Regions from separate parts of the Sus scrofa genome. Here regions 1, 2 and 4 are each linked to region 3. A link is a contact called in public Hi-C and promoter capture Hi-C data. All regions are on one chromosome and are shown on one strand. The core of a region is the stretch at or near the end of the contact, and the rest is flanking DNA. Distances in the headings are between cores, read along the strand shown.

Region 1 (3,184 bases), core at 139-2,638, 770 kb before region 3:
TGGCTCGGATCCCTGCTGCTGTGGCGTAGGCCGGTGGCTACAGCTCCGATTAGACCCCTAGCCTGGGAACCTCCATATGCTGCGGGAGAGGCCCTAGAAAAAGCAAAAAGACAAAAAAAAAAAAAAAAAGATTCTGATATAAGTTTCCTTAAAAAAAAATTGAGGGAATGAAACGAACATTTGTATAGAAAAACAAAAACATTTGTAGAGTCAGGGAAGAGGGTATTTTTAGGTTCATGTGAAAGGCTTAATCTAATACAGTGAGATCCCTAAAGAGATGTAAGGGTAAAAGAATTAAAAAAGCCATATATATACTGTACATTATGTACCGATCTAATACTCTAAATACAATATTAATTTACTTTAAATCTTGACAAAAGTCCTACAAGGTACATACCATTATTTTTCCCAATTTACTGATGAGGAAACGGATAAGAAAAAAAGACTTGCCCCACGGTCAAACATCTGGTAAAAGGATAGGATCCCAGCTGTCTCTAAAGCATGATGACAAAATCAAGAATATCACATTAGAAAAAAGAGTGTAAATTTTTTTAAGGGACGAGCTCTTGTAAAATGGCAAGAAACGTATTAGATAATTGGGAATGGGAGGATTTTCTCCCAGAAGGCCTCTGTCCGCCCCCTAATCAAAGAGGGCTTAAGTGAGATGGGGGAAGGGTCTTGAAGAGAGGCAAAAGGTTTGGAGCTGGAGCTGTGGAGAATGGGAAAGACCAGGGAAGAGCTACCTTGACGCCTGAAGCACAAATCCTGAAACTCTGAGAATTCCATGTTCACATTTGATTTAGGGCCTATTATGTGTTAGGCATGGTTCTAGTGCTGTAGAGATTAAGATAAACAACTTTTCTGGGCGTAACTATCTCAGAAACAACCCGCATCAGTGATCACCAGACCCAGGGAAAACCATTCCTCCAAAGAACCCCAAAAGCTTTTAAAGAATACCTTCCCAGGAGAAGGTAACTGGGGGGAGGGGCAGGAAGCGAAGTCGAAAGGACAATTCCTACCTGCGCTCTCCCTCGCCCCCTCCCCCTTCCAGATCCTCTCGAGGGACCACAGAGGTATTGGGGGGCGAGCCCAGAAGCTACCTCCGAAGGCGGTGGGAACGCGGCTACCTGGGGGCCCCAGACAGCAGGCGCGCCCTCCCTCCACCAACTCCGCGCTCCCTTCGACTCCTTGCTTCCCGGATGCCGCCGGCCTCCGCTGGCCTCCACGCAGACCACTACTGTGCGATGCAACGTCTTCTCCAGCAGCTCGGGACAGAACCGACCCCTACATCAACTTACCCGCCCCGCCTGGCCCAAAGCGGCCGGGATCCTTTCTGGACACCAAGGTCTCCCTCTCATCTCCACCAATGCCAGGGCGCTATCAGCACGCGGAGGCGGGACAGAGCGACCATGGCCAATCAGATCAGACGCAAAGCACGTCCCGGCGCACATTACTAGTTCCCGCCTTTGGGAGGGATTAAAAAAAACACGATTGGCGCCAAACTCTCACAGTCTTCTAGGGAGTTTAAAGAAAAGGGGCGGGGCCTGAGCTGGCGGGCCGAAGGGGCGAGGTCTCACTACGGAAGGGGCAGGACCTTGGCTGAGGTAGGGGCGGGGTCCGGAAGAAGCCTTTTCACGACAGGAAAAGTAAGCTCTGAGAAGAGCCTGTCACTTATTTAGCTATTAATTCTATTGACTGTCAACCGCGTGCTAGGCTGGTGCTGGGCGCTGTCTCTATAACGATGAGCAAGCACTGTTTACTGAATGATGAGCAATTTATTTCAAGGAGTTAGGAGCTTCGAGGAGGGGATACCAGTCCAGTGGGGTGGGAGGGAGAGGAGTGCTTTTTTAGAGGTAAAAGACCTGAATTGTCTTTTAGTAAGCACCTGGGGGAATCTGAGGTGCGGGTAGGGTCTAGCCTCTGGAGGCGGAGCCTGCGCGATTGATTGGTGGGGAAATAAAGCCAAGCCAACTTCCGCCGCTACCTCATCTAGGGATGTGGTTTTGATTCCTAGTCTTTTACTTATGTTTGTCCATTTTAACAACTTGCAACTGGCATAACATAACAAGTTATATTTTTCAGAAAGGGTCCCGTTTGGGAAAATATGTTCTGGAAGAATACTGGTTTCCTAGATTCTCCTCCAACCACCTTTGCTTCTGAAGAGAAGTTAGCTAGCCAGAAGCATTCCAGGTAGTGGAAACTGAGAAAGGGTAGAAGGTGTGCAATCAGCAGGCATTCATAGTTGCTGGAGCATAAAGTGTGAGATGAGGCTGGAGAGGGAGTCAGAAGCCAGACCTTGAAGGGCCACATATATGTCATAGAGCCTGGAATTCACCTTTAGATGACGAGGTATGGGGGAACACCGAAGGATTTTTAAGTTTGGGGTGGTCATAATCTGATTTACATTAGTAAGATCTGTTGGCCTTGAGAAGGAGGGTTTTGAGATGGTATTGCAGGGACCCAGGCTAGATAAGAAGAGGACCTAAGGGAGATGGCAAGTAGACAAGGGGACTGATTTTAGAATATTTAGGAGGTAAAATTGACAAAACTTAGCAGTTGATTGAATCCTGTTTTTCAGTATGAGTGCTTAATGATAGAATTCATCAAAAAAATATTTGTTGGGGGTATTCCCATTATGGCTCAACTGTAACGAATCTGACAAGTATCTGTGAGGATGCAGGTTCTATCCCTGGCCTCTCTCAGTGGGTTAAGGATCCAGCGTTGCCATGAGCTGTGGTGTAGATCACAGAGGAGCCTCAAATCTGGCATGGCTGTGGCTGTGGCGTAGGCTGGCAGCTTCAGCTCTGATTTGAACCTTAGCCTGGGAAACTTCAATATGCCAAAGGTGCAGCCCTAAAAAGACAAAATATGTGTATGTGTGTATACACACACACCTATATATATATGTATATATATGTAGAGAGAGGGAGAGAATCCCTGGCCTTGCTTAGTGGGTTAAGGATCTGGCACTGCCATGAACTGTGGTGTGGGTCGAAGACTCAGCTCAGATCCCCAGTTGCTGCGGCTGTGGTGTAGGCCAGCAGCTGCAGCTTACATTCGACCCCTAGCCTGAGAACCTCCATATGCTGTGGGTGTGGCCCTAAAAAGACAAATATATATATATTTATTGAGGAGTTCCCTGGTGGCTCGGGGAGTTAAGGATCTGGCATTGTCTCTGCTGTGA
Region 2 (3,001 bases), core at 14-2,513, 990 kb after region 3:
ACAATTTACATCTGCGTGTCGTTCAAACCCTTTTCATTTAAAGGGTAAAGCGGAATTTAATAAGTGGATGCAAGCAGCTACCTGGGAAGGGCAAAGCATCGAGTACAATCAAGGTTCCCGTAACCTGATACTATTACTGTTGTTCTCTTGCAGTCCTAAATAGGTTCCATAATCTTATTATTTCCTAGCCCCTCCATGTGACAGGTTGTGTCTTGGCCACTCTTATTATCAAAACTAATCTGTCTTGAGTTGTTAGGTGGGATTAGCTTTCTCTTTCTCGGTTGTTCAATCACTGTAGGAGCGGTACCAGGACAACTATGTCCTGAAATTTAAAGGTGGTTTTGTTGTTGCTGTTGTTGTTGTTGTTTTTAAAGCCTGCTTTCCCCACTGGTTGGCTTTCCTTTTTTCCCACTCTCTCTGAGCCTTTTCTTTTTTTCTCTTTCGCTCAGTTCCTTTTACATTCAAGCTGTGTAGGGGGATTTAAATTCCGATCCGGAACTCGGAATCGTGCGCCTTGAATGACGGGAGTCGTAGTTTCCGTGACTCCTCCCTAACCGCTTCTCACGCCGATTCTTCCGTAGAGTGAAAAACTACAAATCCCAGAATGCACATTTGGGTCGCCCACCCTCTATGCGCACGCGCCTTGAGGCCGCAGGATTTGAATCGGCGGCGTTGTTATTGACGCCATATTGGGGCCGGCGGCGGGTGGAAGAGTCGTACAGTGGAGGGGTTAGCGGCTGGACGTGTTCGCCTGAGCTCCTGCCGCCGCCGCCACCTCACAATCCTGCCGCATCGACCGCCGCTCTCTAGCTTCTGACCCTGTCTCGACGGGGGGCGGGGGTCTTAGGAGCCGTGTCCCAGCCTCACACCTCACGGGGCTGGTATCGACTTCTGAAGGAACCGGTCTCAGCGCAGGAGCGCCTCGGGCGCGGCGCAAAGCCCGAACGGACGGCGGGGGCGGCTGGAGCCTCTCCCGGGGGAGCCGCGCCTGAGGAGGCGGAAGAGCCCCCCTGACGCGGCCGGCGTGAGCTGCTGCCACCGCCCCTCCCGTTCTCGCCCCGGCCGGCCTGGGCCACTGCCCCTGCCGCTGAGGCGGCGGCGGCGGCGGCTCTGCTCCCCTCGTCGGCGCTCCGCCATCCGCCTCTCCGCTCTAGAGCCGGTCGGTTAGGCTCTTCGGGGCCTCGCTCTCCCCCCTTCCCTTGCCCTCCCCTCCCGTACCCCTCCTCTACCCCACCCAAGCCCGGCTCCCCGGCGGCCCGGCCATGGCGTGCGGAGCTACTCTGAAAAGGACTCTGGATTTCGACCCGCTGCTGAGCCCAGCGTCCCCAAAGCGGAGGCGATGTGCGCCATTGTCGGCGCCCACCTCGGCTGCCGCCTCCCCGTCGTCGGCGGCCGCGGCCACAGCCGCCTCCTTTTCGGCCGCCGCCGCCTCGCCGCAGAAGTATCTCCGAATGGAGCCGTCTCCCTTCGGCGACGTCTCCTCCCGCCTCACCACAGGTGGGACTCGGCTCTGCGGCCGCCGGTTCGGGGGGTGGGGTGCGGGGGAGAAGAGAGGACAGGGTCCTGGGGCGCGGGATGCGGCCACGAGGCTGGGGGTGCTGGACTGCTCCCCGTTCTTAGCAGAGTCCTCGGGCGACCACGTTTCTTTTAATCTCCTCCGGTCTTAGAGACACAATAGAAACGGCCTGATGTCAAGGGGGGGAGGTCAGGGTGGGGGTGGGTAGGGGCCATTCCTTGTCGGGTATTGTGGGGAAGAGGAAGATCTTTTTCTTGGGTCTGAATGACTGGAATCGAACGTTTCCGTAGTCTGGAGAGCCCCAGCGGAAATGATCAGAGAGGGTGCTACACGGAAATACAGGCAGGAGAAGGGTCACACATTTCGCCCCAATCTCAATGGCTGTCTTCCTGAATCGATTGGTTGCACCTATTAACTCTGGGACTGGGTGGTTTGAGGAGAGGCAGCAGCCCCTCCTCCGGTTCAGACATGGCTGATTTTAGTACCGAGGGGGTGGGGGGTGGGGAGGAATGTCACTGGGGCGAGATCTAGGCCTGTCATTAATCACCCACAAGAACGCCACTTTGGCTGAGTCAAGACCTGTTTCCCTAGCAGGGTCAACAACAAAGAAAATGCTCTTCCCGAGTACTGTAATATGATCAAACTATACGTCTAGACCTTGAGAAACTTGAACTTTTAATGAAAAGCAAATTGTATTGAAAATCGGGGTTGAGTAGGTGCTTTTAGTTGGAAGTGCTTTATTTCTGCCCAGAAGAGTAGTTGGAAGAAAAAAACCTAGGCCTTGAGACTAGTAAAGAAATAAACTCAAGATTCCGAGGGACTTAAGACTATTTTTGCTTTTCATCTTGAAGCATTTCCTGAAAGTGACCACGGGGAAATACCTCTTGGCTGCTTTGTACTGCATGTGTATGTCCAGTTTTTTCTGTACTTTGAAAATCCTCATGCGCCCCTGGCACACAAGGGATAGGATAGCTTTTGTGGACTGGTAGTGTAAATGTTTCCTTTGTGTGTAGCACGCAAAGGTTTCATGTGTGAGCCTTTGGTAATAATATGATCTGTAGACAAAGCCTTTTCATAGCTTGATTTACTTGTTTCTTTTTGGTTGGCTTAAAAAAATCTTCAGTATTTACCTCTGTTTGGTAACTTCCATTTGGAATTGACTTAGTTTTGTTTTTTCAGGTCAGATTTTAAAATATCCTTCCTCAAATGCCTAGGGTATTTTTTTTTTTTTTAAACTATTGAAACAGTGTCAAGAATGAGCTCCTGATGATTAACGTTATTTTTAGAGTTTGTCTTTTTAGTGAAATGGTATCATTGAAAATTGAAATGATACGGTGGAATCTTAACTAAAAGGCCACTTAAAAATAGCTCTAGCTAACCAGCAGTGAATTTCATTTGAGGGGAGTCAATTAATATAGTGTTAGGTTTGAGAGTTAAAAGTATATCTCAGTGCTAAAATAGTCTTGTGCATATAAGGTAAGTCAG
Region 3 (2,988 bases), core at 397-2,896:
CTTGAAGAAAAGCAGAGAGGTGGGACTAGGAGTGAGATAGGCAGAAACACTCTTGGCAAAGGATTCCTGGGAGGGAGAAATTGCCGGCTCACCCAGCTCACTTTGATACCACTCTCCTACTCTGTCCACTCTTGTGGGCAGAAGGGAGCCACATGGCCTTCCCGGTCTGTTGGCACTAAGGTTGGAGAGGGCATAACTGGGTAGTGGTGTAAAAATGAAGCACAGACTGCTGCCTTACAACCCAAAACAGCCACTCATCGTTGGTATGAAGCCTCTGTGAAGCTCTCCCTGTGCCAGGAATGAGCTCCCTGGGTGACACAGTGTGTGAGGAGGACAGTCTCCAAGGGGAGTCATCCCCAGGAAGGGAAAGTGAGGTATTTTCCCAGGACCAGGCTCACCTTTTCCATCCTTGGAGATTTGGGGAATCAAACATTGCACCACTCTGGGCTTGGTACCAACTCTGTCCTGCCAGCAGAAGATAGAACAGGGCATCATCTGGGCAGATTGCTGCTCTGTAAGGAAACAGGCTTATCTGGTCCTGTCGGCAGAGGAATGATGTTTTTTCCCCAAAGATCTCAGCAGATGTAACCACAGCACAGATCGCCAGGATGACCTAACTCAGGCTCTCTCAGAGAGACAGCCATTGGGCCCTCTCTATTTACTGGGAGGATTCTGATCTTACTGAGATCGTCCAGGCATTCAAGGGCTGAACTGTTGGGCCAGTTTCCCATCGACGCTTTATGATGCCTTCTCCCAAACCTCAAGCTCTTGCAGGTCAGATATAGCACAGGTACTTAAAACCAAACTGCTGAGTTATAACTTGCCAGCATCCAGCTTCATATGTAATACTTTAACTAAATTAGTCTGGTAACTTGCTAATGGACATAGTTTATAAAGCGCCTCCAGTCACCCGTGTTTAACTCGAAGGGAGAGACAGTTTGGTAAAGCAGAGAACACCGCCATGTAGTGGTACTCTGCTCTCCGATTCCTGCCTTTGCCAATTATACACATTAGTAATTTTGAGACATGGACCCTCTGAGACTCCCAAATATGATATAAAATTTTCTCTAGAAATGTACAGACAAAACTCATAAAAAATGTTTTGGGATTAATTTCAGATGTTTCATGGATCCCTAGAAGTACTCTGAAAAAAAGAAACTCATTTCCGATGCTCCAGTCTCTCGCCCTTAGAATTTCTCTAAAGCTGGTTTCCCTAATCCACGGCAGAAAGAACTTTCCAAATTCCCATTCAAACTCAGATTCTGTCGGGACGCCAAATTTGACCGAGGAATGGCGATCAGGCCCTTGAGCTATGACAACAGAGGAAAGGCCCCTTTCTTAGTAAAACGGATGCATTTATGAAATCTGCGGACCAGTCTACGTGTGGAAAGAGGCTTGGTTTCACGATTTCTGGAGTCTCCATTTGCTGCCTAGAAAGGAAAATAAGAGTCGCCCTGCGGGACTCCAAACTGTGGCAGCAGCGCATGCGTGGAACCACCCTAAGAAAGGGGCTGGGATGGGACCCGCGCGGGGCGGGTCGAAGGAAGACCGCCCCTTTAGTTCTGGGCGTTAACTCCTTCCCACCCCTCCCCCGAGCTGTCTCTCTTCACCTCTGACCTCGGAAAGAAGTGGGTGGGGCCTTTGGGGGCGGAAGTAGCGGTGCATTGTGGGTTAGTCTAGAGTTGAGCGGAATGAAAGTGGCGCGCGGTCGCTGACAGTAGCCCGGGTCGGGGCTGCTCGGGTTCGGACGCTGGCCGGGATTCGGGTGCCTCGGACCTCGGGTGCAGAGCGAACCGCGAGGAGGCGGCGGCGGAGGCGCGGCGAGCGTTGGTGGAGGGGGCGGCTGTGCGCGGCCCCAAGACATGGCTCACAACAAGATCCCGCCGCGGTGGCTGAACTGTCCACGGCGAGGCCAGCCGGTAGCAGGTAAGCGGGACGGGGGGGTGGCGTTCGAGTGCCTGAGCACCCGCGGGTCCATGGGTGGGCTGAGGGGGCGCAGCTTGCGATAGTTCAGTGTCTGGTGGTGGTGTTTCAGGACCGAGATGTGCTCGGTCCGATGAAGCTTCGTGGATGAGTGTTTGGGAACCTGGACCGGAGCAAGTGGGGGCACTTGTCAATATCCAGTAAGGCTGAGTGTTGCCATCGGGAAGGTAGATAGGGGGTTTGTGTGGCAGGAGCTGAGGACTAAAGAACTCAGTGGGCAATACTTTTCAGCTTAGGAGTTTGTGAAAGGTTCTCGGAAGGGGAGGGGACAAGTGTCAGTTTTGAGATGAAGGAGGTTGCTAAAGAGGAGGAGGAGGGGCAGTTTTTAAGCGGTGAAATTGATCTACACTGAGACTGGAGGTTTGTTTTTGTTTTGTTTTGATTTTTTTTTAACATGACTCACGTTGAGGGCTTTTTCATCTTTGACTTTGACACAACAGACTTTAAATTTAAAGCCTGATAAATTTTGACTTCCACGCGCGCAGGTACACACACACCCTGTGAATCACAATCAAGGTAGTAAACACATTCAGCACCTTTTATGGTTTCCTCCTGCGTTTTGTGATCTCCCCCGCGCCCTCAACCAGTGATCTGCTTTCTGTCGCGGTAGATTTAGTTTGCATTTTGTATGCTCTTTTTTGGGGGGGGGGAATCCTCTGTTTTCTTTCACTCAGCATTACTGTTTTGAGATTTATGCATGTTCTGGTATGTATCAATAGTTCGCTCTTTTTATTTCTTAGTATTCTGTTGTTATGAATACAGATTAGTTTATCCATTTACTTTTTGATGGTCCTTTGGGTTGTTTCCAGTTTTTGACAGTTGCAGACTAATTTGCTGTGAACATTCACCTACCTTTCTTTGTATGCACATGTGCTTTCATTTCCCCTGTGTAAATTTTTAGGAGAGCAATGCATCATATGGTATGTGTGCATTTAACCTTAAAAAATACCAAATTCTTTCCCACAGTTATAATATTTTGCATTCCTGCTATCAGTGTATGAGAGT
Region 4 (3,070 bases), core at 402-2,901, 590 kb before region 3:
AATGCAGAGCAGAGAAACCTGACATATACATATTTTCTCTGCAGAGAGTGCAGAGCAGAGAAACCTGACATATACATATTTTCTCTGCAGAGTAGAGAAACCTGACATATACATATTTTCCCCACAGCTGCACCCAGTGTCACATGCAATTTCCAGGCCAGGGATTAGATTCAAGCCACAGCTGAGACTCCATCACAGCTGCAGCAATGCCAGATCCTTAACCCACTTGTGCTGGGCTGAGGATCAAACCCATGGCACCACAGCAACCAGAGCAGTAGCATTCCTAATCCACTCATTGTGCCACAGAGGGAACTCCCTGTATTTTAAGTAGGAACAATTCCATTTTATTTTTATATTTTTGGAGTTTTTAGGGCTGCATCCCTGACATACAGAGGTTCTCAGGCTAGGAGTTGAATTGGAGCTGCAGCTGCCGGCCTGCACCACAGCCACAGCAACCCCAGATCCGAACCATGTCTTCGGCTTACACCTCACGGCAAGGCCAGATCCTTAACCCACTGAGCAAGGCCAGGGATTGAATTGCAGCCGCATGGATACTAGTATGGTTACCGCTGAACCAAAATGGGAATTCCATAATTCTATTTTTAAAAGTAGGAAGGATTCACTAACCCCACTTGCAGTTAATATAACCTAAGAGTCTATAGAGTGTGCTGAGGGGAGGCTAAAACAAGTACAGGGAAATAAAATCTTAAGGTATAGGGATATTCAGTTCCTTGTTATTTGGGATACAAAAATTCATAAAACTGCAATGGGGCAAGCATTGTTTTTTTGGTCTTTTTGCCTTTTCTAGGGCCACTTCCTGTGGCATATGGAGGTTCCCAGACTAGGGGTCTAATCGGAACTGTAGCCACCGGCCTGAGCCAGGGCCACAGCAACGCGGGATCCGAGCCGCGTCTGCGGCCTACACCACAGCTCACGGCAATGCTGGATCATTAACCCACTGAGCAAGGGCAGGGACCGAACCCGCAACCTCATGGTTCCTAGTCCGATTCGTTAATCACTGCACCACGACCGGAACTCCTGGGGCAAGCATGTAAAGACTTGTTAACTAATTACTATTACTACGACTACAGTGCCCAGAAAAAGGCTCGAAAAAGAACAGGATGAAAACTAGAAAAAAGAAAGAGCAAGACGCTAAATTTAAGAGAAATTGGTATTTTATATTTTACTGTATATATATATATATATATATATATATTTTTTTTTTTTTTTGCTTTTTAGGGCTACACCTGCAGCATATGGAAGTTCCCAGACTAGGGGTCAAATCGGAACTACAACTGCCAGCCTATGCCACAGCCACAGTAACGCGGGATCCAAGCAGGGTCTGCAACCCACATCAGAGTTCACGGCTTAGTATTCTAAATTATATATACTAAATCTTAAAAGGAATACAGTCGTTTCTCCCCTCACTTCCCAAAACCTTAACTTAAACTTCTTAACCACATGCCAGGATCTGTGCTAAATACCTTGCTACTATTTCATTCTCATAACAATCTGAAAAAACTGTTGTTTCACGGATGAGAAAACTTGGCTGATAACTACTTGACTACAAACCCTTGGCCTTCAGAGAGACCGCGGGGCTCTCCAGGCCTAGGCACAAGCTGCAGGCCGTCTCCCAGGAAACCGAGCTCGCCCCGCCCCCTCACTGCCTCACGTCCGCTCCTGCGCGCTGGGGCCCTGGAGAACCAAGCTGACTGGAGGACATGGCCACTTCTCGCTTACCCCCAGCGACGCTAACGCTAAAACAGGTACCAGCTGTTCTCGCCGGCCTCTTAGGGCAGCTTTCCGGTGAGCCGAGCTAAGCTCGATTCTCCACGCTCCCAGAACCCAGTCTACAGAGTGGGCCTCTGGACGACCAGGCGGGTGACCCTAGCGCGCCGCACTCTGATTGGCACGGGCATGGGGGCGGGGCTTCGAGCCGCGCAGCCAACAGGAAGCGCAGGGGGGCGGGGCGACCCTTCAGTCCCTGATTTGGGAGGCAGGTCAGGCTTTGTGTTTCTGTGCCCCGACACCTCAGCTGCCCAGCGGCCACGGTAAAGACTATTCTGCCTGTTCTGAGCTTTGGGAAGGAGCAGATGCGGTTACCAAGGGATTTTTAACTACTTCCTTAATTTAGGAAAATTATTCTTGCAGTGGTTACAGTTTCTAGGAGACTGGTAGCCCTTTTCTGCCCAGTGGGCAGCTTTCGAGGTTAAGGGTTCTTATGTTTGACAAAGGAGCAAGCAAACAGACCAGATAAACTTACTGCTGCTGTTTTCTTAAAGGGGGGGGGTTGTTTTTCTTTGCCCCTTTTAAAACTGAGGACCAAAGCGAAGTCATCCAGTAAGTTTGGTTTGCTAAAGTAAAGCCCTCGGCTGTGGACGGTGCAGCTCTAATTGCCATTTCTACTCTCCTGACCAGTTCATGAGAAGGCAGCAAGTTCTCCTCCTCTACAGAAGGATTTTGCAAGCAATTCGGCAAGTTCCAAATGATTCTGATCGCAGATACCTGAAGGACTGGGCAAGGGAAGAATTCAAAAGAAACAAAAATGCCACCGAAGAGGTGAGACCAAGATGATAGTGAGGGAGGGCCCTGGCCCTTTTGTATTGATTAGTGAGTTTTTTAAAAAAGTCTAGTAGATATCTTGGACTTTATCACTGAGATGGTGTATCTTGATTATTGTTCTTAATACTACTTATTTTTCACTTTCTTAAAAGAAATTTTAACTTTTACAAACTTTGCTGAATCTACACTCCACAGTATCATCACCCGACTTTTCTGGTAAACTAACTGCACACACACAGGAAAAGATAAAAATTAGAGCATGATGATTTGGGAAGTACATCAGGGGTGTATGAAGGAACGGCACACCTGTGAACTGAAGTTTGGCGCTTGCCGTCAGCCTCTACATGGATTAAATTATGCAGCTGCCAACCCATAGTACTCCGCGTGGAGCTCGGTGAAAATCAGGAGTGAAGCACTCTGTGCTCTGGGAAAACTGGAAAACAGGTCTTCAGATAGATATTTTTAGAAGATTTTATGTGCCCAATTCTTGCATCTCCTCATATATAGA

Evidence for each region. Promoter capture Hi-C pulls out the DNA fragments that hold promoters and counts their contacts. Hi-C and Micro-C count contacts between places; a contact is called where the count stands out from the background.
Region 1: a contact with region 3 is called in a promoter capture Hi-C map of liver, with 6 times the contacts expected there. The contact joins the promoter of CASP8AP2 here to the promoter of RNGTT in region 3. A contact is called at or near these places in 1 of 5 promoter capture datasets (liver) and 2 of 47 Hi-C or Micro-C datasets (heart right ventricle and liver).
Region 2: a promoter capture Hi-C map of fetal liver shows a contact between it and region 3, with 7 times the contacts expected there. The contact joins the promoter of AKIRIN2 here to the promoter of RNGTT in region 3. A contact is called at or near these places in 2 of 5 promoter capture datasets (fetal liver and liver), 1 of 47 Hi-C or Micro-C datasets (heart right ventricle) and 1 of 2 datasets of contacts at active chromatin or transcription factors (skeletal muscle).
Region 4: a contact with region 3 is called in a Hi-C map of embryonic fibroblasts, with 2.4 times the contacts expected there. The contact joins the promoter of LYRM2 here to the promoter of RNGTT in region 3. A contact is called at or near these places in 1 of 5 promoter capture datasets (liver), 2 of 47 Hi-C or Micro-C datasets (embryonic fibroblasts and subcutaneous adipose tissue) and 1 of 2 datasets of contacts at active chromatin or transcription factors (skeletal muscle).

The regions. Positions count from the first base shown.
Region 1 is chr1:57,832,455-57,835,638 of Sscrofa11.1, reverse strand. It overlaps CASP8AP2 (CASP8-associated protein 2), which reads right to left and starts at 1,388. Exons shown (of 11, transcript XM_005659298.3): 1 at 1,299-1,388.
Region 2 is chr1:56,067,844-56,070,844 of Sscrofa11.1, reverse strand. It overlaps AKIRIN2 (akirin 2), which reads left to right and starts at 1,263. Exons shown (of 5, transcript NM_001278752.1): 1 at 1,263-1,497. The coding sequence starts at 1,263.
Region 3 is chr1:57,060,643-57,063,630 of Sscrofa11.1, reverse strand. RNGTT (mRNA-capping enzyme) reads left to right here and starts at 1,646. Exons shown (of 16, transcript XM_021089928.1): 1 at 1,646-1,926. The coding sequence starts at 1,863.
Region 4 is chr1:57,653,476-57,656,545 of Sscrofa11.1, reverse strand. LYRM2 (LYR motif-containing protein 2) reads left to right here and starts at 1,651. Exons shown (of 3, transcript XM_003121299.4): 1 at 1,651-1,766; 2 at 2,419-2,559. The coding sequence starts at 1,722.